Regions from separate parts of the Mus musculus genome. Here all the other regions are linked to region 1. Evidence: chromatin contacts called from public Hi-C and promoter capture Hi-C data. All regions are on one chromosome and are shown on one strand. The core of a region is the stretch at or near the end of the contact, and the rest is flanking DNA. Distances in the headings are between cores, read along the strand shown.

Region 1 (2,773 bases), core at 238-2,737:
GAGCTGATGGGACAGAAGGAAGGAGCCGGCATGTTCATATATTTTTTGATCTTTGAGCCTTCATAGACTCCAGAGCTCAGCACAGTACTTGCTATAAGAAATGCTCAGTGAATAAACATCTAGTCCCGGCAGTCATAATTATCAAATAATATAGCTAAGTCTGAAAGAGATATACCTTAACACTATATAGTCAAAATAATTTACAGAAGACTTTTTGAAAATTAACGTTTTTGTCATATAATTCTACTATTATGCAAGGAATTTTTGCTTGATTGTTGTTTTTGAGATGGGGTTTCTCTGTGTAGGTCTGGCTGCCCTGAAATTTGCTCTGTAGACCAGGCTGGCCTCGAACTCAGAGAACTGCCGGCCTCTGTCTCTCGGGTGCTGGAATTAAAGGCATTCGCTACCGCTGCCCGCTCTGTTTGTGTGTTGTTATGAATGACAGGGTTTCACTACGTAACTACCGCTGTTTGCTTGCATTTATTTATTTATTTATTTATTTATTTATTTATTTATATGAATGAATGAATGAATGACAGGGTTTCATTACATAGCCTAGCGCTGCCCGCTCTGTTTGTGTGTTTATGAATGACAGGGTTTCACTACGTAACTACCGCTATGTTTGCTTGCATTTATTTATTTATTTATTTATTTATTTATTTATTTATTTACTACGTAACTACCGCTATGTTTGCTTGCATTTATTTATTTATTTATTTATTTACTACGTAACTACCGCTATGTTTGCTTGCATTTATTTATTTATTTATTTATTTATTTATTTATTTATTTATATAAATGAATGAATGACAGGGTTTCAGCGCTGCCCGCTCTGTTTGTGTGTTTATGAATGACAGGGTTTCACTACGTAACTACCGCTATGTTTGCTTGCATTTATTTATTTATTTGTTTGTTTATTTATTTATATAAATGAGTGAATGACAGGGTTTCATTACATAGCCTAGGCTCCAAACTCCTGGGTCCTCCTGCCTCAGCCCCCCAAGACCCTCTTTCTCTGTTCTTATTTATTTATTTATTTATTTATATAAATAAATGAGTGAATGACAGGGTTTCATTACATAGCCTAGGCTCCAAACTCCTGGGTCCTCCTGCCTCAGCCCCCCAAGACCCTCTTTCTCTGTTCTTTTACAAAAGCTCGCTAACTTGCCAAGGTTACTGAGCGGCGATCCAGTCCTTCACAAGCCGGTCAGTATTGCAGTGAAAGAAACCCACAAGCATCCCTCAAATATTAAAAAGCCAGGACTGGCAGGCGGACAATTGGTTAACGGGAAAAAGAAAAACTTCTTTTATGAGCAGGAAAAACAAAAAACAAAAAAACCGAGCCTAACCCTTCAGGAAAGACTTTAAGCACTAAGAAGATAGCCAAAAGCGGCTCCTCGCCCTCAACCACCACTACATCCCCATTGGGTCTCGTCGTGTGACATCATATCTTCGGCGTCCTGGAGGCGGGACTTCCTGTTCAGGCATAGCCTGTTTCAGGCGCGCCGGAAACTTCCTCCTGAGGGACGTGAAAGTCTCCGGGTCAGAATCTCTGCGGGGCGGGACCCGGTGTTTCCTGGTTTGGCAGGTGGATTTGCATTTTGGCGGGCGCGGAGTCTGTCGGGGTGGTGAGCAGCCGAAGCTGGGGCATGGATAGCCGCCTGCAGGAGATCCGGGAGCGGCAGAAGTTACGGCGGCAGCTCCTAGCTCAGCAGGTGTGCGGCGGGTGGGAGGGAGCATTAGTGCGCGTGCGCGGCCGCCTCTTTTAAAAAAAATTTTTTTTTTTTTTTTTTTTTTTTTTTTTTGGTGAACTCTCACATCAGCATCTGTCAAGGTCTTTGTCCCGGGACTTTTATTCCCTAGTCTACTCGAGTGCCTGTCAGAGTCATTACGTAGAAAACCAACCGCTGCCAGGCTTGGGCTTTCTGTCCCCACCGTGGCGGGCACGGACTTGAGTGGTGGGGGTAGACTTGGGAATTGTCGATGAGTGCAGTGCTAGTAGTTGCTACAAGAGCAAGTGGCAGTTTTAGCCCTTACATTTCACCGTCACTGTTGAAGCAGTGTTTCATGTCTTGCCTTTCTCCCGCGTCAGCTTCAGATTCTTTATTTTTTTTAAGATTAGTTTTTATTTTAAATTATGTGGGGTTTGTCTCTCTGTGTGTATATATATATGTGCACGTGAGCACAGCGCCAGAGGTGTTGGATCTTTCTGGAGCTGGAACTACAGGTAGTTGTGAGCCTCCTGGTGTGGGTGCTTGGGACTTGAACTCAGGTCCTTTGGAAGAGCAGTGCATGTTCTTAATCTTTTCTTGATATTGGTTTTGAAGGAAGTTTGATTATTTTCTTGAGATCCTGTCGAAAGACTCATTGGAAGCCACCTAAGTTAGAGCAAATTTTAGATTCTGCACTTAGAACACAGTCTACCTTCAACCAAACGTTTGAATCCTTACTTGGTAATTTATTAGAGACAGGAGGTGTTACGTTCACTAGTACATTAGGACTAGGTTTCCAAATTTTAACGTTTTTCCCTAGCCAGCCCTCACCAGAGAATTCTCTAAGATTCCTCTCTCTAGAGATTACTTTTCAAACCTTTCGCTTTCATTGAAGCTAGTGAATGAAGATGTGAGTGCTTGCCGTTTAGTAGACCATTCATGCAGGGAATACATACTACAAGTTGTTTTACTTAAAAATCTCAGGCTGTTTTCATTACACCATACAAATCAATATAAGTAATGGAGGGAAATGCTCAAAGCTTGAGTGAGTAAATTTTAGA
Region 2 (2,765 bases), core at 70-2,569, 4.5 Mb before region 1:
TGACAATTTAGGAAACCATTAAGCCATTTCACTGGCATCCAATGAGCAGTGGGGCTTGTCCACTTGAATACCAAAGAGTCAAGTTCACTAAGTGCTAAGACTGAAATCATGGCTGGCCTTGATGCTAAGAACCAACAAAATGAGTAGTTGAAAGAATGTTTTCCTAGTAGTACTGTTTTCTTTTCTTTTTTTTTTTTCAATGTCACCATTTCACTCACACTAAAGTGGGTTAAAATTGTAATATATGGTATCAGTGGAGCATGTTATCCACAGAACTGGGCATTTGTGAAACAACTATGCCTTGGATCCAGTTGGGTTAGACAGGGTTTCATTACATAGACATGGCTGGCCAGGATCTGGCTCTGTAGATCAGGCCGGCCTCCAACTCCCAGGCATACTTCTGCCTTCTGCTTTTAAAGCTACCTGGTGTCTGAAAGGGGGTTTTTAGGGTGGCATTTGAGAACATGGACCTTTACCCCAGCCTTGCTCTTCTTAACTTGGAATTAGAATATTATATTTGAATTAGAAATGGCTTGTTCTCCCGAAAACCCAAGACCTTTTGCTGACTTCTTCTGGTTCTCCTCTTCTCCACCTGAAATTACTTTTAATTTAAAAAATAAAAAATAAAAATACAGGGTCTCACACAGTCCGGACTGACCTCCAACTTAATGTGTATCTGAGGTTGACTTTGAATTTATGACTCTGCTTCCATCTCTCAAGTGCTGTTGACTGCAGATTTTTCCACCACACTTCTACCAACCGAGCTACATGCCCAAGCTGGAACTTTTCGTTTTTAATAAAAGAAAATCCGCCTAGGAGTGCACAGTGTCTCTCCAGTCCGCTGGCAGTATAACGAGAATAAGCTGCTCCGCAAACGAGAATATTTTAAGAATTAAAACAAAACAAAACAAAATAAAACAAAAAGCCTCTTAGTGTGTTCTAAGTAACGGCAGTGAGTCCCTCCTCTCTGCCTCTAGCTCTGGTGCCATCCTGGAGCGCACTCGTTGGGTGACTTCCGACCCGCTGCTGCAGAAGGGGAGGCTCGTGCGCTCTAGGTACAAAGTTCGAAGGCTAAGCTTGCGCTCGAGCATGCGCTGCATGATCCCCACTGCTTGACAGCGGGCGACGAAGGCGCCAGAAGTGGCGTAGAGAGAGAGAGAGAGAGAGAGAGCAGATCCCCGTCTAGGATCAGGTTCAGCACACAGCACCTACAACCGAGAACAGCGCCTCCTGCCCGGCGCTGCCAGCCAAGCCGGAATCCAGCGGAAATGACGCCCGCGCCAGCCGCCGGAAGCGGTAGCCGCCAGAAACGTGTCCAATGGGAGCCCGGGAGCGGCAGGGGGCGTGGCGGCGCGGGCCTCCCGCGGCTGCCGGGGCGGTGACGGGCGCGGGCGGCCGGGCGGGTGGCGAGCGGGCCATGCGGACGGCTGGAGACCCGGGACCCCACGGCCCTGCGCTCGTCCCTCGCGCCGCGGTAGCCCGGAGCCCGCGGGCCTAGCGGCGGCCTTTGTTCCCGGCGTCGCCGTCTGCCGAGCTCCGGCCGGCGCGGATGCAGCTGCTCCGCCTGGGCTCGCGCTCGGGGCAGGAGGAGGAGCGGCGGCTCCGGGCGGCATGCGATGGGGAACTGCTGCTGGACGCAATGCTTCGGGCTGCTCCGCCGGGAAGCGGGTCGGCTGCAGCGAGCGGGCGGAGGGTAAGCGGCAGCGCAGGCCCGGGATGCCCGGGATGCGCGGCCGGGGATCGGCGGTGGTGGTGGTGCCCGCCGCCCCCGTGCAGGCTCCCTGTCCCTGAGGACTTACCTCGGGAGGTACGATCTCCTGTAAGCACCCGGCACTGCCTCCTGGACACACCCTGCTTTGACTTAACGCCAAAGCTTCTGTCTCTGTGTTTGGTCTTCCTTTTGGGCCTTGACAGAACAGGTGAAAATCTGGCCCCAAGGTTGATGCCCCAGGTGCATTTTAAATAGAAGTCACTTCTGCTCCAGGCTCTGGTGAACTCTTAGGTAAAGAGCTGCAGGATCGCAGTGCACACTGGCCATTGAAGCGACTGGTGCGGCTGTATGCGAATCCTTTCATAGCAATAACTTAGAATTTTGGAGAGGAATACCATGCTGTGATTGCTACCCTTATGCTCGATAATCTAACCAAAATGTCACCGAGCAGCACGTCTCTTGTGAGGAAAGTGGGATATGCTTCAGATTTTTCTATCCAATAGCAAAATTGTGTGATTACTGTTGTACCTTTATTTCCTAGAATAGTGAAAAAACAAAACAAAACAAAAAACCCGGGGGCACATAGCATTGATGTTGATTTTATTATTCCTAAGCATTTTTCGGGAATTAAAACCTAGAATCAAAAAATCTAAGCCAGCCAATCTAACTAAAGAACATATCTGTTTTGAACTTTCTTAAGCATGGTGCCCAATTTTCAGCCAATAGCTTTGTATTGGGAAGCTTTCAGCCCACACAAACTGGAACCAAGTGATTTGTAATTCGAATCTTTGGGTCATGAGTGCATTATAAAATGATTCACTAATTAAGCAGTGTGTCAAAGTAGTGAAGGTGTTACTCTATGCGTCCCTAGAATGGGAGGGGATGGACTTAAAACATTTCTACTTAGTTTGGTATTTTGATTTTCCTGATTTCTGTACTTTACTTTGACAGCTGTTGTGCATTGTGATCCAAAATCATGTTATTCCAAGTACTTCGTGAGTGAACTCGTTTGTGAAGCTATGGAAAGGGGCTCATGGAAGAACTGGACATTACA
Region 3 (2,867 bases), core at 89-2,588, 3.2 Mb before region 1:
GCCCCTGTGCAGATCTTCAGTAGGTACCCTGTCCCTCCTTAACATCTCAAGGAAGTCCTGCCACTTCAGTGGAGGAGGTCGTTTTACACAAGCTAGGCTACCCTGGGGAAACGCTCTCTCGGGCTCTAGGGCTTTCCTCTGCCTGGATAAATAAATCCTCTCAGAGACGATGTACACCTAAATCCTAGAATGATGGTGAGCGACTCATCTTAGTGCAAAGAAGGATAGCGGATACATGGCAGGGACGTGGGTTCTGTTGGGTGGCCCTTTTCCTGAACGGAACAACTACTTGGATGCCGAACCAGACTCTCCACCAAGCCAAGTTGAACTTTCGGCATCGATAAATATGGCACCATCTCAGAGAGCGAGTGTTCTCTCGTTAGCTCATCCGAACCTGGGTCAGATCGCAGATACAGCGCGGGCTGAGCAAGAGACATCTATTTACCAAAAATGTGATAAATGTTGCATTTTACATGCATCTCCTTTCCTCTCCGAACACACATACACACACATTCGCACTCGCGTGCGCGCACACTTCTCAGGATGACAGCTACAACTGCAGAGATCATAAATTCACTAAGTCCCCCGTGGAGAGGTGGAGGACCCGAGAAGATGGGCTGGGAATTCGGAGCACCCGCCACAGTAGGGCAAAGGTTTCCTTCCCTGTGTGCCCCACCCGCACCAAGCCAGGGTCCGTCTCCCCGCCTCGGCCCGCAGGCTCTCTATCCCCACGAGGGAGACGAGGGGTCGTGGGGAGGAGGAGATGCCAGGCAGGGACGCTTACTTTCCGAGCTCCTCAAAGAGCTGATACTCGTCGGTGAACCGGGTGCAGGTGGTGGTCGAAGCCATGGCGGGGTCTGGACAGTGCGACGGGCGACACGCGAACAGACCTGGCTTCCCGGGACTGGCGCCGCCGCGCTGTCACCCGGGGCCGCCCTCACTTTCCGTGTCCGAAAGTAGCTCGCCGGCGAGGGAGTGCGCGCAGGGGCGGGGCGCGCGGGGCGAGGTGGCCAGACCAGCCCGCTCCGCGATCCCTTGTCCTCTCCTCCTCCCGCCGCGGTGGCCGGGCCGAGGGCTCCCGAAGGGGCGGGGGAGAGGTGTCAGGAGGGGTTGCCGCGGTCACCGAGGCCGCACGGAGAGCTCAACGCAGCGCCCGGAGTGGCGGGCGGCAGCGGCCGAGTGAACACCCAGCCGGTCGTTCCAGCGGGCAGAGGAGGCGCTGGTGGCCCGCGCTCCCTCCTCTCCACGGGGCCGCAAGGCTGGGAACCCGCGGGGCGACAGAGTGCGCTCGCTCGGCTCGGGCGAAGCTGGCAGCCGCGGCTCCTCCCCGGCGCCTCCTCCCTCCTCTCCCCGCCCAGCGAAGCCCCCTCCTCGGCGGCCCCACACCTCCCTCTAGCGACTCCAGCCGCGTCCCTTCGGGCTGCTCTCCCGCAGCCGTCTAGGGAGACCGAAGGGAGATGCGCGGAGCAGCAGGGAGCGCGCTTAAGGGGACGGGACTGAGATGTCGCAGTGACCCACGAAGGGCGGAAAGATGAGAGACCACTCGAAGCTCCCACAACCCGGATGCCTCTACCCGGGCGGGATGGCCGCGAGGCCGGGGAAGCCGAGAGAGGGAAGCAACCCTTGCATCTGGGCGCGGTTCGCGTTTACTGCTCCCAGACCCGGGTCCAACGTCCCCCGGCTCGCAGCTACTGCCTGGGGCTGCCAGCCTTGGCCACCTCTGCTGCGCCCGGCTGTCCCTTAGCTAGGGGCAAAGATGGTCAGGGCACCACGTTTCGCTTCAGTTTTTACTGTCACGTCTTCGCCCTTCTCTCCCCTTTTCCCGACTAGGGCGATCCCCATAAGCATTTGCTTGATCATAAACTCTAACATAATGAAACCCAAAAGTGCACCACTCTGCCACACCTTCCTTCCTCTCCAGAGTAACTCCCCTGTAACCTCAGCAAGTTCTGATAGTAAGAAGGCTTCTCGCGAGATGTCCCACGCCAGTGGCGAGGGGGTGGGGCGGTAGGAAGGTTGGCTGTGGGTCACGCGACCCAGAGGGGGCTGACGTCATTAGCGTCACGTGAGCGTGCCTAGCCTGTTTCGCGTTGCCGAGGGAGAAGGGAGAGGGAGGGTGGGAGTTCTTTACCTGCATTCTCAAAGAGCAGGCCAAGTAGGGGCACAGGAGTGTACTCCCTCAGTGGCTATCTGGAAAACCATTTAAGAGTTCAAGAACGTGTGTACAGTTAAGCATATCTGACACTGTTGCTTAAAAATTAGCATGGAGAAAAAAAATTAGCATGTAAGATGGGTTAAGGTGTAAGTGGTGGCTAAGATCATTTCTGAGCCTTCTTTTCACTTCTGAGTCTTTAATAAACGAGGCAATTGCAGATTTAGAGGCCTACGGAAAATAGAGACGCATCATGAACTTTTAAAAAATTTTCTTCAGACTGTTGCTTTTTGTTCTACAGCAGGAAACCATAAAATCCTGCATTTCTATTGCTTATGTGCTCGTGCTTAGAATCACATCGTGCACTTAAAATTTCACAGTGGGAAGATGATAGATAACTTTCAGTTAGGGAGCCTGTACATGCTTTTAGGGCGGCTATAAGTTACTACTTTGCAGGTTCTTTTATTCCCTGTTCTAAAGAATGCTGAGTGGCCTTTGAACTGAAGTACTCAGACGGCCATATAATTTTTAAATGCTTTTTTTTGTTATAGATTTTGCAAATATTACTCATACTTCTAATAGCCCTCTCCCACTCAACACAAGAAAATACTTTTTGAATTTAGTCATCATTCAATGTCTGCATTGTTTTGCCCATGAAAATGTCATTTACTGGCCTGTTTTACTATAATTTTCCCTTCAATTTTACTTACATCAT
Region 4 (2,845 bases), core at 234-2,733, 4.2 Mb before region 1:
TTGTTTCGCATATAATAGGAGCATGCACATATTTTCTAACATAAATAAGTTATCTCTAGATTACTTGTACCTAGTAGGTTGTAAATGATATGCAAACAGTGATTAAACTGCATTGTTCAAGAAATGGTAACAAGCCTGACTTGGTGGAACACAACTTTGATTCCAGTGCACAGGATGCACAGTCAGGTGGATCTGTGACTTCAAGGCAGCCTGGTTGCCTGTCTACCTATAGGGCTCCAGGACAGTCAGGACTAACTACATAGATAGACACTGTCTAAAAGGAAGAAATAAAAATGATAATTTAAAAATCTGTATGCTCAGTACTAACAACTTTTTTCTATTTCCCATCTATAACTGGCTGAATACAGATCCAGAAATTACAGGTACAGAGGGTTGACTATATACCCTAGTCAATATAGCACAACATCCTAGAGCCAAATATACAATATATAATTCCTCTGCAAGGAAAATTTTGTTCTTTCTTTTACCCAGTGCTAGGGGCTGACAAAAGGGACTATATGTAAACTAGGTAATAGTGCTTACATGCATCCAGTCCTTTATGTTTGTTTAAAATAGGATCTGACCATATTGCACAATCCCGTCCTAGCCTCTGGAAATAGCTGGGATATTACAAGCAATATGCCACCACACCCAGGAAGAAAAATCTCTTGGACAGTGCTGCAGCAGCCACTGTAACTACCATGTTAACTATAAGGTCAAATTTTGAAATCTTGAAATCGTCGATGGTGAACTGAATACAGATGCAAAAGCAGCACACATAAGCACACATATCTTCAAGTGGTTCCAGGGACATGACCTGACAATTAGTTAGCAATGAACATTTTAGGTCCTATTCTTTTAGGTCCTATTCTTGATCTATTACGTTAGGAAGTCCAGCTCTGGAGCCCAACAACAGTTTCTATCTGGCCCTCTGCAGTGATGAAAAACTGTCACAATAGCTCAGAACAGCACCGCTCAAACCAGGAAAGTTTCCAAACCACGAACGGCCTGCTAAACCACAAGGAACAGTACAGATCCCTAAAAGAAACATAGCTTCACTTGCCAAGCCTTGACACTTCAAGGTTTTGTATCACTAAATAATAATGGCCCCCTTGGTCCTATGTCAGCCCCTAAAACACCCACAACCGGGATGGGCCGCTATGGTGACCGCCTCACCCGGCACTCTAACGGCGCCTCGTGGGTCGCTTCCGTGGAGGCGAGTCAGTGTCCAGTGCTCTCCCAACCGCGCCAAGTCGCCCGGTCTGTCCACCCTTCTTGCCTAGAACACGGGAGAGAAAAGTCTCCACTTCACCGGCTCAATGACATAAACTCCACTTTCTAATTTCTCCCGCCAACTTAAGTGACGTCATCAAGCAGGGACGGTACCGCGGAGGCCCCGCCCGCCGCCGTTCGCAAACCACCAATGGAACTCCGCGTGCCAGCGCAGTCACCGCGTGGCTCCCGCCCCCGAGATGCTCCGCCTATGACGTCAGCAACGAACCCTGGGCCTCGGACCCGTCTTTCCGTAGCGGGCTGAGAGAAGCGCGTCGCTACTCGAATGACGCAAATTTCCGCCGACCGCAGGGGTCGGGAGAAGGAAAGCGTGGGAGAACACAAGCGCTGACCGTGGATCTGGGGACGAGCACGGAGTAAGTCACTACTGGCCTGCAGAGCCTCTCAGACCCGTAGAGGTGGGAACTCCTCTCAGTCGGGTCTCCTGAGGGCCACCCTCCATCCGCGGTCCGCCTCACCCCGCCCCCGTCGCCACTGTGCCGTTGGTTTGGCGCCGTGCGTTGTGCGCACGCGCAGTTCCCTGGCGGCCCCTGCTATTCGGAGCTCAGTACAGAGGGGGCGGGCCGAGCTTGGGGTTGGGGTGTTTGGGGCACGCCCGGCTGCGGGGGGGGGGGGGGGGGGGAGTCTGTGCGGAAGTAGGGTTGCTCAGAGGAACTGTGGGTGTTAGGCAGGTTGTCTTCCCAAAGGACATCAGTTGTGAGAACTTGCATTCTAAAGTTCAGTCTTTTCTTTTTGCTAGTCCCTCTATAGAAAAAGCCGTTGTAGAAGGGGCTAACAGTAATGAATTTAAGTTCTGAGTGCGTTTATGAGAAATTAAGGAGAAATATGAGTGGAGAGTTCATTGAGAATGGAAATCCTCAAGAAGTAAGACTGCCTTTTAGTAGTCTTTCGAAGCCGGGCGGTGGTGGGAAACCGAATGACTTCATAAAACATTCACACTAAAAGATTATTTGGAGCAAAGTTCCAGACCGCTAAAGGGTTTGCCGTGACTACAACTTTGGTTCTCAATCTTTTGGGTACTCTTCTTTTTGTTTAAAGCCTGGAAAATATTATTGTCGAGTTCCTTTGAAAATTTTACATGTACCTGTGGAAACATTTTGTATGTGATTTTACAAACAAAACCTTTGATTTAAAATTTAAAAAAAAAAAAATGGTCTTTTGCTTTACATCTAGCACAGCTTACTTCCAGATTATCTGTGACATTCACTGTCTTTGGGCAGTGTTGCAACTTTGTAACTTGTTGAAAACATAAAGATGAAAACCATGTTTGCCCAATCATTGCCCCTGACCAGTATATGTTAACATTCATTTTGACTTTATGCTGCATATTGATCTGGTCTTTTCTCCTTTAAACAGACTAGTTCCACTTAAATTTACCATATTCCTTTATATTTGTATAAGCATGATTTTACCTTTTGTTTAAAAGTTTGTCTTATAACATCTCATGGATTCCTAAGATGTCTTTAAACTCCCAGAAGTGTCAGGGAGGTCAGATGAAGAATTCCTGGGACAGCCCAGGCAGTGGTGACGCACACCTTTAATCCCAGCATTT

Evidence for each region. Promoter capture Hi-C pulls out the DNA fragments that hold promoters and counts their contacts. A called contact is a pair of places that touch in the nucleus more often than the background predicts.
Region 2: a promoter capture Hi-C map of pre-B cells shows a contact between it and region 1, with 7 times the contacts expected there. The contact joins the promoter of Ap1ar here to the promoter of Mettl14 in region 1. A contact is called at or near these places in 2 of 39 promoter capture datasets (liver and pre-B cells).
Region 3: a contact with region 1 is called in a Hi-C map of CD8 T cells, with 9 times the contacts expected there. The contact joins the promoter of Camk2d here to the promoter of Mettl14 in region 1. A contact is called at or near these places in 2 of 484 Hi-C or Micro-C datasets (CD4 T cells and CD8 T cells).
Region 4: a contact with region 1 is called in a Hi-C map of CD8 T cells, with 5 times the contacts expected there. The contact joins the promoter of Larp7 here to the promoter of Mettl14 in region 1. A contact is called at or near these places in 2 of 39 promoter capture datasets (liver and pre-B cells), 2 of 484 Hi-C or Micro-C datasets (CD4 T cells and CD8 T cells) and 1 of 9 other capture datasets (liver).

Annotation. Positions count from the first base shown.
Region 1 is chr3:123,384,704-123,387,476 of GRCm38.p6, reverse strand. It overlaps Mettl14 (methyltransferase like 14), which reads left to right and starts at 1,487. Exons shown (of 11, transcript NM_201638.2): 1 at 1,487-1,715. The coding sequence starts at 1,650.
Region 2 is chr3:127,836,077-127,838,841 of GRCm38.p6, reverse strand. It overlaps Ap1ar (adaptor-related protein complex 1 associated regulatory protein), which reads left to right and starts at 1,319. Exons shown (of 10, transcript NM_145964.3): 1 at 1,319-1,693. The coding sequence starts at 1,617. Gm43653 (a long non-coding RNA gene) reads right to left here and starts at 1,345. Exons shown (of 2, transcript XR_003954551.1): 1 at 659-1,345.
Region 3 is chr3:126,595,422-126,598,288 of GRCm38.p6, reverse strand. Camk2d (calcium/calmodulin-dependent protein kinase II, delta) reads right to left here and starts at 1,338. Exons shown (of 21, transcript NM_001346635.1): 1 at 785-1,338. The coding sequence starts at 849.
Region 4 is chr3:127,551,987-127,554,831 of GRCm38.p6, reverse strand. It overlaps Larp7 (La ribonucleoprotein domain family, member 7), which reads left to right and starts at 1,483. Exons shown (of 13, transcript NM_138593.2): 1 at 1,483-1,649. Zgrf1 (zinc finger, GRF-type containing 1) reads right to left here and starts at 1,343. Exons shown (of 26, transcript NM_197997.2): 1 at 1,177-1,343.